Regions from separate parts of the Mus musculus genome. Here region 2 is linked to region 1. The links are chromatin contacts, called in public HiChIP or PLAC-seq maps. All regions are on one chromosome and are shown on one strand. Each heading gives the region's core, a stretch centred on a gene start, on an enhancer-like site or on the middle of the called end of the contact. The rest is flanking DNA. Distances are from core to core; before and after follow the strand shown. Region 1 holds the start of Samd14 (sterile alpha motif domain containing 14). Region 2 holds the start of Scrn2 (secernin 2).

Evidence for each region. HiChIP or PLAC-seq counts read pairs in DNA pulled down with a chosen protein or histone mark.
Region 2: a contact with region 1 is called in an H3K4me3 HiChIP or PLAC-seq map of embryonic forebrain, with 2.8 times the contacts expected there. The contact joins the promoter of Scrn2 here to the promoter of Samd14 in region 1.

What each region holds. Positions count from the first base shown.
Region 1 is chr11:95,006,004-95,013,177 of GRCm38.p6, forward strand. It overlaps Samd14 (sterile alpha motif domain containing 14), which reads left to right and starts at 3,876. Exons shown (of 10, transcript NM_146025.2): 1 at 3,876-4,573. Gm51875 (a long non-coding RNA gene) reads right to left here and starts at 3,331. Exons shown (of 2, transcript XR_003949594.1): 1 at 3,161-3,331; 2 at 576-1,956. It overlaps Ppp1r9b (protein phosphatase 1, regulatory subunit 9B), which reads left to right. Exons shown (of 10, transcript NM_172261.3): 10 at 1-895.
Region 2 is chr11:97,027,428-97,034,601 of GRCm38.p6, forward strand. Scrn2 (secernin 2) reads left to right here and starts at 2,525. Exons shown (of 8, transcript NM_146027.2): 1 at 2,525-2,628; 2 at 2,989-3,162; 3 at 3,453-3,634; 4 at 4,662-4,861; 5 at 5,328-5,543; 6 at 5,637-5,802; 7 at 5,892-6,072; 8 at 6,239-6,533. The coding sequence starts at 2,989. The coding sequence ends at 6,397.

The DNA of each region.
Region 1 (7,174 bases), core at 2,626-5,125:
TCCAGCACACCTGGGGTCCAGCACCCCTTTCCTAGGAAGGGCAACAGCCCTCAACTTCTCCTTGTGCCTCCCCTCTCCCAGGTGCCAAACAGCCATAGGCGTCCTCCTGGAACTGCCCTGAGGCCACTCTGGGCTTCTGGTTTCCTTGGTCTAGCCCAGGAATGCCAGGAGGGAGGGAGGTCAGCTTAGATGGTGTGCCTGCAGAGCTCTCCCTGGGGAGCTAGGCCCTGCCTAGGGCCACACCTGGAGGCCTTGTATTACCATCGAGGAGACTCTGCCTCCCCTCTTCCCCTCCCCCGCTGTTTTCCAACGTTTTCACTGGAGGGCAAAATTTTACTAATCTTTTTGGAGACCAGGGCTGCTTGCTGTCAGCCTGCTTTCTAAGTGAAATTGACTCAGTTTCCCCACTTTAACCCCAAATTGGGGCTTGGACCAAGGGAGGTGAGACCCCCTCAGGTACCCTCCCCTTTCAGAATCCATCTCTTGCCACTTCCACATTACCACCCTTGCCCTAAGCCTAAATTTCTGTTCCTTTTTTTCTTCTTTTGAAAACGACCCAGTTCTATCCTTTTCGGTTTCTCCGAGTCCCCTGTAAATAGACCATGCCATCAATCAGTATTTCTTGCCCGTCTCTTCCGTCCCTAGACGTGCCCCCGACTCCCCGGAAAGAGCTGGCTGTCACTGTGCCCGGCCCCTGCACTTCACCCAGGCAGATGGAGGGGGTGGAGCCGGGTGGGCGGGTCCTCGATGTACTTCCGGTTTTGACCGGCAGCGCTCCTGCCCCGCCCTTGGAGGACCCCGTCTCTGTATATAATATATATATGTATGTATTGTTCCTGGTTTTGTACGGACCATGCCCTCTGTCAGGTCGTCCCCATAAAAGCAGCCCCCAGAGCCTCGTCGCCTGGTTTCTTGATGCGCTGGAGTGGGGAGGGGAAGAGATGCTAGAAAGTCCTCTCCTTTTACTAATTTTGCACATGATCTAGAGAGGATCTTAATGCTGGTTCGGTTCTCCGACCCCAGCAAACTCACTTGCCACCACTCCCTAGTTTTCTTGAGCTCTCTAGACGATGTCTTTAGGTCTGTTTTTCACGAGGTCTTTAGAGTAGCCAGGGATGGGCTGCACACAGGGAAAGCAACTCCCCTTCCCTGAAAACCGAGCAATCTGCAAGACCCCAGAGGTCTCAAAGTACCAGGAGGACCAAAGATTCCCTAGGAGATAAGTTGTCAGAGCATTGTCCTCACGGTCAAAGAGAATGTTCTTTGGCCCTCCTGAGCTGGCTTGAGAGGCCTCATATAGTCCTAGCTGCCCCCTTAGCTAGCTCTCAGTTCCAGGAATCAGTTTTGGTGAGTCGCAGAAGTGAATTGTAATGAGACTTCTGCAGTACACAACACAGCCATTTCTTGTACAGATCCTTGGGAGGCAAATATGTTCAGTAGCTTGGGGTGGGGTTGGGGGGTGATTCTCATCTTTCCTTCTGTGATAAGCAAAAGGCCCCGTCTCCAGGCTCTTTGGTCACTTTGGTTAGCCCCTGATAATATCAGATATGAGTGAGTTCTCTATATATGAATGCCACTAAGCCCCTGGGGGAGCCACTCCCTAGCAGCTAGTTCCATTGCAGAGCTTGTTCCTGTCAGGCCAAATAATAGCTTCCTGTTAATCTACCCTCAAAACCGGTTCTGCACCTCGGAGGCCATGCAGGACCTGTCCAGCTCTGACACCTACTTTCAGGTCATCAGAAAACTAGCAATGGTGGTGGCCTCTCAGTGTGTCTCCTCTCTTCAGATCATCCTTGGAACATTGGGAGGCTGGGGAATCCAGGTAGATCCAGGGGTGGCTGAATCCCATGAAAGCAGCTTCCCCAAACATGAAGACTCAGGTCACCAGGTCACCATGCCTAGGTGAGAGGTCGCTGCTCAGGAGTCCTCGCCAAGAAACGAAGCAGCTGGCGCCTCCTGGGTGGGGAAACAAATGAGGGTCTGTAGGAGCCATGCCTACCTCATGGAGGGGACCTTTCCTAGATGTTCCAAGGAATGCTTGAATGGTAGCTCGTGTTTAAATATTGAGTATGTTGTATGGCTGACCATCTTGTGTGTGTCTTTTCTGGGAGTTTCTCAGGCCTGAGCTGTGTCTTACCCATGAAATATGTCCATTTGGGGGTCTGTCAAATGGTGTGGGTAGATTGTGGTCATATTAATTCCATCAACCAAAGTAAATACTCCATTACCATCATCTACTGAGGTTAGATTTGCCTTAACCCAGGCATGTGCTGTAGAGGAGGAGTTCAGGTAGGGTTCCCCCCATATCTCAGCACCTTAGGCCTGACTAGGAGAAACATTCCATTCAAGCATTGAAAGACACACACACACACACACACACACACACACACACACCCTATAATGGCCCTAGAGCCACAGTGCTTAACCTGTGGGCTGAGACCCCGCTTCCCAGGGATCATCTAAGACCATCTGAAAACATATTTACATTATGATTCACAACTAGCAAAATTATAGTTATGAAATAGCAACAAAAATATGGTTTATGGTTGCAGCATCAGGAAGATTGAGGACCACTGCCCTAGAGAGTGTCTATCTGCACAGGTGGTCGGTCACCAGAGACATCATCTCCTCCGTGTGAACCTACAGCCTAGCCAGACTTTCTGCAGGTTCTACATCTATCCAGAGGTCCGCAAGCTCTGGGATGCCCTGAGACCCACTGATGCTGTTCCTACTCACAGTTATCAGGAACTCCTGGCTCAACATGCTGCTGCCCACGGGCCCTTGGCAGTGTCCCATTCCCACAAGCCATCAGGAGTACTCTATCTCTCCAGACTCTACTACGCTAAGTCCTGGGCTCTCTCCAAGGTTGCCACCTACTCCTAAACAAGTCATTTCCTTTTTGTGAGTGTGTGGTCTGTGTACCTTAGAGGACAAGAGAAACCCCTAACTTAGAGGTTTATTGGGAGGGTGAAGTTAAAGAATCTGAGAAGTACCTGACATACCCCGAGCCTTGCTCCTCGGTAGCTAGCTGATGATCACACCCACCACCTCTGACCTGCCACCATCTCTGGCTCACCAAGTCCAAGTCTGAGCTCATCCACTCCACGTCCCACCCCTAGCATCAGAATTGCCAGGCCCCCAGCCAAGACCCACAGCCAACCTAGACTCCTCCTTCTCTCTCAGTTCTTTGTCTAGCCGGCTCCAAATCCTGTCTGTGTCTTCAATTCTATAGCCAGAATAGCTCTCAGCCTGATCTTTAATCTTCATGCCCACTGCTGTCATCATTCAACAATCCCTTGAGGCCAGCGCCCAGACTTCCGGTTGCCCTCTACAGTCCGTTCTCCACTGGGGTGCCCAAAGAATCTTTCTAAAATCTATGTTGGAACTCCTTCCTCCTCGGTTAACCTTTTATTGGGGGGCGGGGCAGGAAGTAATAGAATGAAGTATCAACCCTCCCACCTCAATTTTCTCTACTGGTCCATCCACCCTGCAATGCCCAGGAGTAAGTCTCCCATAGCTTGGCCAGCAGGAGTAGCCACACTTCTCTAGGAATCTTCCCTGTGTCCTTCTCCAGTGCCTCGGGTGCACGCCCCCTCCAGAACTTAAAGAGTCTTTCCCGCTCCTGGGCCCACAGTTCTCAGGCTTGGGAAGTCCCATTTGGCTGAATCAAGACTACACCGGACCACGTCTGTTCTGTTCAACGGCGGTCCCCTTCTGCTTCAGCGCCCCAGGCTGGCCGCTCGCCCGGCAAATGCTTGTTGAATAAGAGAATCAGAAGCCCTCACAGACCCTGCAGAGGAGATGGAAAGCCCCGTGCGTCCTAAGGCGGGACCGCCTCCCTGGTCGCTTCCCTGCCATTCGCGCGCAGACTCCCTAGCGCTGAGACTCCCGCGGTCCGAGAAGTAGCGGCAATTGGGATCCCGGGGCCGGCCGCGGGCACCCGCCGCCTCCTCCCCTCGGTCCTAGCTGCTTCCGCCCCGCCCGCCCTCCTCTTCCCTCCTTCCCTACCGTTCTTTGTCTCCCGGGCGCTCGGCCTCCCCATAAGCGTATCGCCCCCCCCGCCCCCCCCGTCGCCTTATCCCGGGCGACCCCCCACGGACCTAGCCACTGCGACGCTACACAAATCGGCCGGTGGCGCGAGGGTTCGCGACCCCCGGGGTTTGGCGGGGGCGGGGCGGGAGGTGGCGTTCAGGTTCTCTCTCTCTCTCTCTCTCTCTCTCTCTCTCTCTCTCTCTCACACACACACACACACACACACACACACACATACACGTACACGCACGCACACACGGAGCATCCTCCCGTCAGGTTTCCCCGTCCAGCCCCGCCCGCGCCTCCTGCTTCCCGCAGACCTTCTCCCTGCATCCCTACACACCTCGCCTCTCCATTCTTTCCGGGACTCTCCCCGCCGATCCCCCACAACACCCTGGAATGGAGCGACTCCAGCCAGCCCGGAGCCCCCCGCGACCGGGGTGAAAGTCCTTCGCCCCTCTCCTGCCCGGCAGTCGCCCCGAACACCATGGGCCTGAGGGGTTCCCGGGGCGCCGGACGCTGAAAATGACGGATGCTGGAGGTGAGGGGCCGGGTCCCCTAGGGTGGAAGGGGAAGCGTGGCTAGCGACTACTGGACTCAAGGTGGGACCCTCAGTAGGGCTAAATGGATTTAAGCCACAAGGGCCTTTCTTTCTCTATCCCTAGGGAGACCTCACTGGAGGGGGGAGCTGGGCTGTCGGGAGGGAGCAGAAATAGGGTTTGTGTCCCTAATCCCATTTCTCCCGCCTGAGGAAATTAATAAGAGAGAGAGGAGAGAAAGGGAGAGAGAGAGAGAGAGAGAGAGACAGAGAGAGAGAGAGAGAGAGAGAGAAGAGAAGAGAAGAGAAGAGAAGAGAAGAGAAGAGAAGAGAAGAGAAGAGAAGAGAAGAGAAGAGAAGAGAAGAGAAGAGAAGAGAAGAGAAGAGAAGAGGAGAGGAAAGAATGAAGAGAAAAAGAAATAAGAAAAACTGGTGTGGGGGCAGGGGGAGAGGCCTTAACTCCTTCCTATCTGGCAGTTAGACCTATGGGTTGAAGAAACTGTTCTATCCTCTGAGATTGGGGAGAGGGGATTCTATGATAGGTGTAGGTGCACTGTCCATTAACCCCATTTTCTAGGACGCTTGGAAGAGCTGTCAAACTCCTGCGGACAGCTCCAAGCCTGGGGCTGGCTGAAGACTGGGGGCCTGGGAGGGGCTCGGCTCCTTAGCTGCTCTACAACTGCCTCCCCCATCTCCAGCCTGCATGTCAACCACTTCTGGGACTTGTCGGCTCTGTGTGTGTGTGTGTGTGTGTGTGTGTGTGTGTGTGTGTGTGTCTGTGTGTCTGTGTGTGTGTGTGTGTGTGTCTGTGTGTCTGTGTGTCTGTGTGTGTGTGTCTCTTTTCTGACTCCATCTCTCTGTCTCTCTGTCTCTCTGTCTCTCTCCCTCCCCTACTCAGGATCCTTCTCCCTTCTTGCTTGTGGGGCAGGCATTCTGTTCTATTCTCTCACCCCATGATGGGGTGTCAGGGCTACCCAGCTGCTTTCCCTGAGCCTCCTGGGTCTGTTCTTTCTTGATCTTTCTTCCCAGCTCCCAGTGGACACTGCCAGTCTCTCCCTCTGCATCTGCTAGTTCCTCCTTCTGTTCCACCCGCAGGTTGTAGACCTTTTGTTTGGCTTTCTCCTTCCCTTGGGCTCCAGGTAGCTTGGAACTCACCTGCCTTTCCTTTTTCCAGAGAAAGGTCAGAGGTCCCTAATGGTCCTCCAGGAACTGGAAGCTGTTGGGGAAGGGAGTGGTCTGTTGACCAGGGAGCCCAGAGGTTGTCCAAGGGGACAGGTTCATTTGCATCCTTGTGTAGTTAACACTCCTGAGTAAGAGTGTGAGCCAAAGAGGGAAGAGAGGTGAGGTGGGGATTTAATTTTCCTAGGGTGTGTTTTAGGGAGGAGAGAGTTCAGTGACAGGGGCAGGTGACCCGAATACTATGCATCCATGGAGTTTTACATGGGACAGAGCGGGAAGGCTCCCTGACAGTTATGGGAGCTGGCTGTTAAAGATAGAGATGAAGAAAGCAGTTTGTGCTGAATCAGGATGGGCTGAAAGGCTGAGCTGGAGGCCCCAGTCTACCCAAGGGGGCCTAAAATAGGCCTTAGTGCACAGGCTCTCATCACTGGATTGGGACCATCAGGAAAGAACGCAGGCTGGCCTGCTCTGTTTAAGAGAGGAGGTGTCACCACTGTCTGTAGAGAGCAGCCACTCTGATAGGAGAAGCAGCTACTATCCTGAGTCTCCAGTCTGAAGGGAGGGCACATGGCTCATCTGTCAGGGAGAGATAAAACCCACATAGGAAACCAGTAAAGAAACGACAAGGTCTTCATTTCTCAGAATTGGAGTAGCTTTAGACAAATAGGGGCGGCATCCTAGGACAGGGATCTGGAGAAGGGACAGCTGGATCCTAATCAGAGAAAGTTTTGCAATCCAATGATGAGACACTGTTTATGTTGAGGACCGACCTACCTTAATCTGGCCTCTCAGGCCTGGAGAGAATATTCTAGATATTCAGGGGGCTGTTAGTCCCCAGAGTTCAAAAACAGCAAAGGGGTCCCTTGCTGAGACATCCTGGACCTCTCCTGTATGGCATTGTTTGGCTCAGCTCCAAGCATCCCTCTAGCCTAGTGGAGGTGGTTTTAATGCTTGCCTTAATCCCAGCCGGTGCAAACCAGATCCCCCCTCCCTTTACCCCAGCCCTCCCCTGAGAGTACCCTTTCCTCATGAGCAGCGCCAGAACTGCAGATCATGCATTCTGGATAGAGCTGAGAAACAGGAGACAGGGGTCAATGTCAGCATCTACCTCTGAGCTCTTGCATATTAATGTTCACACCTGTAAAGTGGGGATACCAAGATGCTAATAAGCCTAGCAGCTCACAGAGAAATGTCTGTGCAGCGAAAGGAGAGCTAAAGGGCACGTGGTCTGGTCCAGTGCCCTGCCCTTCTCCCAGGAACCATCGTATTAGAAGTAACTGGAGATTGTGTCTCAGCCATTCAGCGGCTCCCTACCCTAGGTTGTCTTCTGTATCAGGCTTCTATCCTGCTAAGAAGCCTGCCTGCCTGCCTACGGTGTTTCTGATGCATTCCCCCTGCTTCCCTTCCTTACCTGCCTGCTCTTCT
Region 2 (7,174 bases), core at 1,275-3,774, 2.0 Mb after region 1:
ACAAATCAGAAAGCAATGCCCTTTACAACACACACACACACACACACACACACACACACACACACACACAGTTCTAAGGACTCAGAGAGGGAAAACCTGTACCTGAAAATTCAAGTTTATTTTGGTTCAGAGATGCCTGCCCAGGCCGGCATTGAACTCCCTATTAACCAAGGCTGCTCAAGGACTTCTGATCCTTCTGCCTCCTGGAATTACAGGTGTTCTCCACCACACTGTGTTTACGCGATGCCTAGGTTTGAATACAGCACTCAAACGTGTTAGGCAAGCACCCCAACTGAGCTACATCCTCAGACCAGATTCTGAAAAACTGATTAAAGAAATGGAAGACTCTCTGAGGGGTGGTGGCGCACGCCTTTGATCCCAGCACTTCGGAGGCAGAAGCAGGCGGATTTCATAACATAAAAAAAAAAAAAAATTAAATTAAAAACATTTTAAAAAGAAATGGAAAAATGTGCACACATGTGCACAAGAGCACATGCACACATGCTCGTACACACACACACACACACACTCATGTGCACATGGACACACACATATGAGCACACATGGACACAGACAAGCACACAGGCACACAGACATGTACACACACATACATACACACATGCTTCTGTGCTTATACATTGCAATAATTAAAATGGTAGCGGCATCACAGATTCCATGTAATCCCTACAAGTAATTCCTAGAGGTCATGGGACCATAAGTGTGTGAGGCGCATGCTCTTCAGTGCCAATGGCAGAGATGATTCATAGAGGAAAACACCAAAACCATAAGAAGTCTGAATCCAGCTCCACACCCCTGCATGCCCCTCTGAGCCCAAATCTCTCCTTTCCGATCTCCTCCTCACTGTGCGTAGAAGGTAGAAGCAGCACAGCTTGGCAATTAGAAATCCCTAAATCCCCTTCTCAACGTTATCTTTCTCAGCACCTAGTGGGCAGAACTGAACTTGGGTTTCTGGAGACAGGCGGGTTTTGTGTACGTCTCCTTGTGACATGGGAGTACACGGGGGTCAGGGAGATGGCTCAGGCCTGCCACATGAGCACGAAGGCCTGGGTTCCATGTCCAACACGGGAACTATAATGCCAGCCCTGTGGAGGTGGAGACAGGAGGCTCTCTGAGCTCGCAGGCCGGCCGGCCAGCCACCAAAGCAGAATCAACAAGATTCGGCCTTCATCCGAGGCCCTGACTCAGAGAAGAAGATGGAGCACAACCGAGGAAGACACCCAGTGCTGACCTCTAGTCTGCACAAAGGCACACCTACATGGTGGTGTGCACTTGCACACATGTATGTATACACACAGATAGTCTCTCAAAGTTGTAAAATATGTACAACAATGACAACAAAACGAGGTGCACAGCTCAAAAGATATGGCATCTAAGGTTGAAAATAAAAAAGGGGAGGCTGGAGAGATGGCTCAACGTTAAGAGCACCAACTGTTCTCCCAGAGGTCCTGAGTTCAAATCCCAGCAACCATATGGTGGCTCACAACCATCTGTAATGAGATCCGATGTCCTCTTCTGCTGTGTCTGAAGACAGCTACAGTGTACTCATATACAATAAATAAATCTTTAATAAAAAAAATAAAAAAGGGACCAGAAGGATGGTTCAGAAGTTCAGAGTGACGATTGATCTTGCAGAAGACCTGAGTTTGGTTCCCACCACCCATGCCAGGCAGCTCACAACCATCTGTGATTTCAGCTTCAAGGGATAGATCACCCTCTTCTGGCTTCTGTGGGCACATGCCTTCCCCTACATGTAATCCCCACACACATATTTACAAAATTTAGAAAAAAAACTTATTTTATGCGTTTTGATGTTTTGCCTGTATGTGTGCCTGCCTGAGCATCACATGTGTGTCTGGAGTCCATGGAGACCAGAGAGAGCATCAGGTTCACTGAAACGAATTACAAACAGCTGTGAGCTGATACTCGAACCCATGTTCTCCTCAACGGCAGCTTTGAAGCACCCAGTTATCTCTCTAGCCTATAAAAATACAAATTTTAAAAATTAGTAAAATAAGTGCCAGGCGGTGGTGGTGCACGCCTTTAATCCCAGCACTTGGGAGGCAGAGGCAGGCGGATCTCTGTGAGTTTGAGGTTAAGCTATTCTACAGAGCAAGTTTCATGACAACCAGAGCTACACAAAGAAACCCTGTCTCTAAAAAACAAAACACAAAAACAGTAATAAAATAAACAATACCGTAATTTATGAAATTCAAGTCAGGAAGCAGGTAGTGAAAGTTTTCCCTTAATCTCTAGAACTCCCAGCAGTGTTGGCTACTTTATGCATTCTTTCTTTTCACTAGGGCTTCTTTTCTCCTTCAGCTCCACCTCCTGTTAATGACTCTTATCTGATAAGGCTGTAGAGAAAGCCCGGGACTCTTAAGCAGGATTTGAAAGGTCTCTCAGCTCTAAGAAGTGGTGCTAGCTAGCGCGCACCCTCGTGGAAGACGGTGACATTGCAGGTGTCCTGTGCCGGTGCCGGCCCCGCCCCCGGGGACAAAGGCCTTCCAGGTCACCTACCAGAGAACCTGGGTCCAGGGGAACAGATCTGACCTGAAGAGGAGGAAGTGGCGCCCGGAACCGAGCCTGGGGGTCTTGGATGCAGAGAGGGTGAGAGACCGAGGCACTGAGGACTTGGAAAGGGGTGGACGGAAGAGGCGCGTGAATGTGGGCATGCGCAGGAGCGTGGGATTCTTGGAGCCAGCTTTAGTGCCTAGAAACTACCCTGTAAGTCAGCCTGGAAGGGCTAGGACTCCAAAACAGACGCTCTTAACTTGCAGAGTTTGCTCTGTCGCCTGACTCCAAGCCAAGTGCATTGTTAGTGCACACCACGCTTTGACAACAGTGCTGTTGTCCCAGAGCGTCAGGCTTCTCAGAGTGCACACGTGGGGAGGAGAGTGCCCTGCACCCCACCGGTGGCCAAGACTGTGGAGAGGTTTGAGGGACATGAACATCTCCACTTCTTCGCAGATGGCGTCGTCGAGCCCCGATGCCCCTTGTTCCTGCGACTGTTTTGTCTCTGTGCCCCCGGCCTCAGCCATCCCAGCTGTAATCTTTGCAAAGAACTCAGACCGGCCCCGAGATGAGGTGCAGGAGGTGGTGTTTATACCAGCAGGCACTCACGTCCCTGGGAGCCGGCTTCAGGTGGGTTAGGACTTAGAAGGAGCTGGAAGGTTGAGACGTTATTCCCAGACCTTCGTTTTCTTGCTCCTGGGACGGGAGCAGATGGAGTGGAACGAGTACGGAGTTCCAGTCCACCAACCTGGACCCTTGAGTGGAGTTAGCTTCTGCTAACTCGGTTTACTTATGTGTGACCTGAGAATAAGACCTTTCTCAGGGCCATTTAAAGTGGCTGACAAAGGGTCCGGGCAGTGTAAGTTCTGGGTCTTTTTTTTTTTTTCACTGAATTCTTCCTCTCTCTTCTTTACCTCCAGTGTACCTATATCGAGGTGGAACAGGTGGGGAAGACACACGCTGTGATTCTGAGCCGCCCCTCTTGGCTGTGGGGAGCTGAGATGGGGGCCAACGAGCTTGGTGTCTGCATTGGAAACGAAGCAGTGTGGACCAAAGAGCCTGTGGGGCAGGGGGAAGCCCTGCTGGGTATGGACCTGCTCAGGTAGAGAGCTGCTCTTCAGTGCCCCACTTCCTCCCACCTAGCCTGAGTCTATTGGGCTTGTCTCTGTTGGCCTTGCCCTTGAGGCCTTTCTAAGGCGGCTGCAGTCTTATATCTTCCTAGTCTGATAAAGGACCTCCCTTGGCCTAGAGTGCTTTAATTTTTTTTTCAGTACTTTTTGTTTTGAGACAGGGTTTCTCTGTGTAGCCTTGGCTGTCCAGGAATTTGCTCTGTAGACCAGGATGGCCTTGAATTCACAGAGATCCTCCTGCCTGTGTGCCACCACACATAGTTCAGTACAACTTTTGTTTGTTTGTTTTTTGGTTTTTCAAGACAGGGTTTCTCTGTGTAGCCCTGGCTGTCCTGGAACTCACTCTGTAGACCAGGCTGGCCTCGAACTCAGAAATCCACCTGCCTCTGTCTCCCAGGTGCTAGGATTAAAGGCATGCACCACCACTGCCCAGTACTACTTTTGTTAATTGAAATATTACATAGTTGCGGTTTATAAAAACTGGTAAATGTGAGGCAGCCCCGCCTGAGGAGAGGTTCAGGCGGTTTTTCCTTGGAGAGAGTGTTCCAGACCTTTCCATGGAATTCACAGTCCTTAGCTTGGCAACTATATGGTTTATTATTGTTTTTTCATGTTTGTTTGTTTTTGTTTTATTTTATGTTTTGAGACAGGGTCTCACTGCATAACCCTGACTGGCTTAGAATTCACTATGTAGACCAGGCTAGCCTCAAACTCACAGAGATCTGCCCGCCTCCCAAGTGCTGGGGTTGAAAGTGTGTACCACTACTCCAGCTGATTTTTCACTTTGCTTTGGTATTTTTGTTTGTTTGTTTTAAGAGATCATGTAGTATGTAGCTGAGTCCAGAGATGAACTTCTGATCTCCCTGCCTCCACTCCGGAGGAATCACAGGCCTGGCCTGCATGATTGTTTAATACCATCATGGCTGCTGGGTTTGCTGTGCTACGTGGGCTTTTCATCAAACCCGTGTGGACCGCTTCTGTACTCTGATTTTCTATCAGGCTGGCTTTGGAACGGAGCAGCACTGCCCAGGAGGCTGTTCACGTGATTGCAGGCTTGCTGGACCGCTATGGGCAGGGAGGCAGCTGCCGGGAGGATCCAGAGCCGTTCTGCTATCACAACACCTTTTTACTGGCTGATCGGACAGAGGCGTGGGTGCTGGAGACAGCTGGGAGCCTGTGGGCTGCTCAGCGGATCCAGGGTAGGAGTCTAGCGTAGAGCCTGCCTCCAAGAGGGAACCTAGACCTCCCCAGGTACTGCCCTCCACTTCTGGAGGCTACCATTTTTGTTCTTCCTGACAGCCTTGGGCAGTGGGAAAGCTGATGGGTCATAAAGGGACAGGGAGGGACACCCTGGGAGACTAGAAATGAACACACTTAGTAACTCTCTCCTTCACCTGACCAAATGTCCTCATGCTTCAGCCTGCCCCTTCCTCTGGGAAGCCTTCTGGATCTCCCTGTGTGGTTAGGAGGTCTTATACAAGCAGCTACCACTTTGCTGTCAAGTCTGTCCCCTATGATTTAGTTCTGATTGCTTTGTCTCCTCATTACCACAGGCCCCTCAAGGGCAGGTTGTACTTGTTTAAACTGTCATCTAAGTATGTCACCCAGGGTCTAGCACATAGTAGGTGCCCCATAACAGATAAACAAGTTCCTCTTCTTATACAGGAGGTGCCCGGAATATTTCCAACCAGCTGAGCATTGGTACAGACATCTCAGCTGAACACCCGGAGCTCCGCAGCCATGCCAAGGCTCAGGGTTGGTGGACTGGGCAGGGCCTCTTTGACTTTGCGGAGGTCTTCTCCCTGACCCAGCAGCCTGTGCGCATGGAGGCTGCCAAGGCCCGCTTCCGGGCAGGGTGTGAGATGCTGCAGCGGCATCAAGGTCTGTGAGTGGTGGGCAGGAGGGCCACAGCACCCCAGCTGGAGTCCCTGTCACACTCACGTTTGCTGAGTCCCTCCACTCCGTCCTGGGCAGGGAACATCACAGCAGAGGTGATGATGGGCATCCTCAGGGACAAGGAGAGCGGCATCTGCATGGACTCCGGAGGCTTCCGCACCACAGCCAGTATGGTATCGGTCCTGCCCCAGGATCCCACAAAGCCCTGTGTCCACTTCCTCACTGCCACCCCAGACCCATCCAGGTGAGGGGTGAAGGGGACACACTGCAGTGTCAGGGACATGGCAGCACCTGTTCCTGGTTACTTCAGTCCTTCAACCTGTGTCTTATTAGGTCGGTATTCAAGCCTTTCATCTTTGAAGTGGGGGTGTCCCAGTCCCCCCAGGTGTTGTCCCCCACTTTTGGAGCCCAGGACCCTGTTCGGATCCTCCCACGATTCCAGACTCGGGTGGACCGTCGGCACTCACTCTATCGTGGACACCAGGCAGCCCTGGGGCTGATGGAGGATGAGCAGGTAACCCCGGGGACTGTGCTGAGGGCAGGTAGGAAATATCTTTTTGGATATTCTGGGACCAGAAAAGGGCTGTAGATCTGAGGAGAGGTGGGACCTTCAGCTAGTCTTGGGAGACCCTGCCTGCAGGGAGAGGGTTCACATTTTTCACCTCTGATTTTCACAACAGGAGCAGGCACAGCAACTCCGGAAAAAGCAGCAGAGGCTGGAGCAGGAAGGCCTAGAGGCTCTCAGAGGGCTGCTTACGGGTGAACAGACCCCACCAGCCCAGGGCCTGGGCAGCCTCTTCCAGGCCTTTGTGGAGAGGGAAGAGCAGGCCTATGCTTAAGCATGCAGGAGCTCTGGGGCCGGCTGCCCTGAGCTGTGGTGGGTGCGGTGGTGGGGTTGAGTCACAGCCATCCCTTCACCCTGCTCATCCAGGTTTGGAGTGACTTAATAAATGTTTTATCTCCTTCTTCAGTGAACTGGATCTCAAGTCTATTGAGAGGAGCTGAGCTGGGGCAAAGGGCAGCTCCCAGCAGGGTGGTTGCTAAACCTGTAGTGCCAAGCCACAAACCCTAATGATGGGTGCTATGGGACCTAGCTGTGCGTGGTGGTGGTGGCGGTGGTGGAGGTGAGGTTTTCATGAAGTCCCCTCACTAGGTAGATGGCTACTATTTGGGGACAATCAGGATCCCAAGATTTAGTCCTTAGCTTGGACTGCATGGTGACATGTCTTTAAAACAATTACTCAGGAGGCAGGATTATCTGTGAGTTCCAGGCTAGCCTGGTCTGCACAATGAGTTCCAGGCCAGCCAGGGCTACACGGTGAGGCACTATCTTTAAAAAAAAAACCACAAAGCTATCTCACTACAAGACAGCAAGGTGCTCCTGCTTCGTGCCCTTGAGGACCAGCGGGACCCAGCCCTTTTGGTCACCCCTAAAAGGTTAAGCTGCTTTGAGGGACTGTGTTTTTGCCTTCTGGGTTTTTTTTTTTGTTTTGTTTTGTTTTTTTTTCTTTTTTGGTTTTTCGAGACAGGGTTTCTCTGTGTAGCCCTGGCCACGCCCGGCTGCCTTCTGGTTTTGATTCCTTGACTTGCCCCCTGTAACATGAAAAGCATTCCAA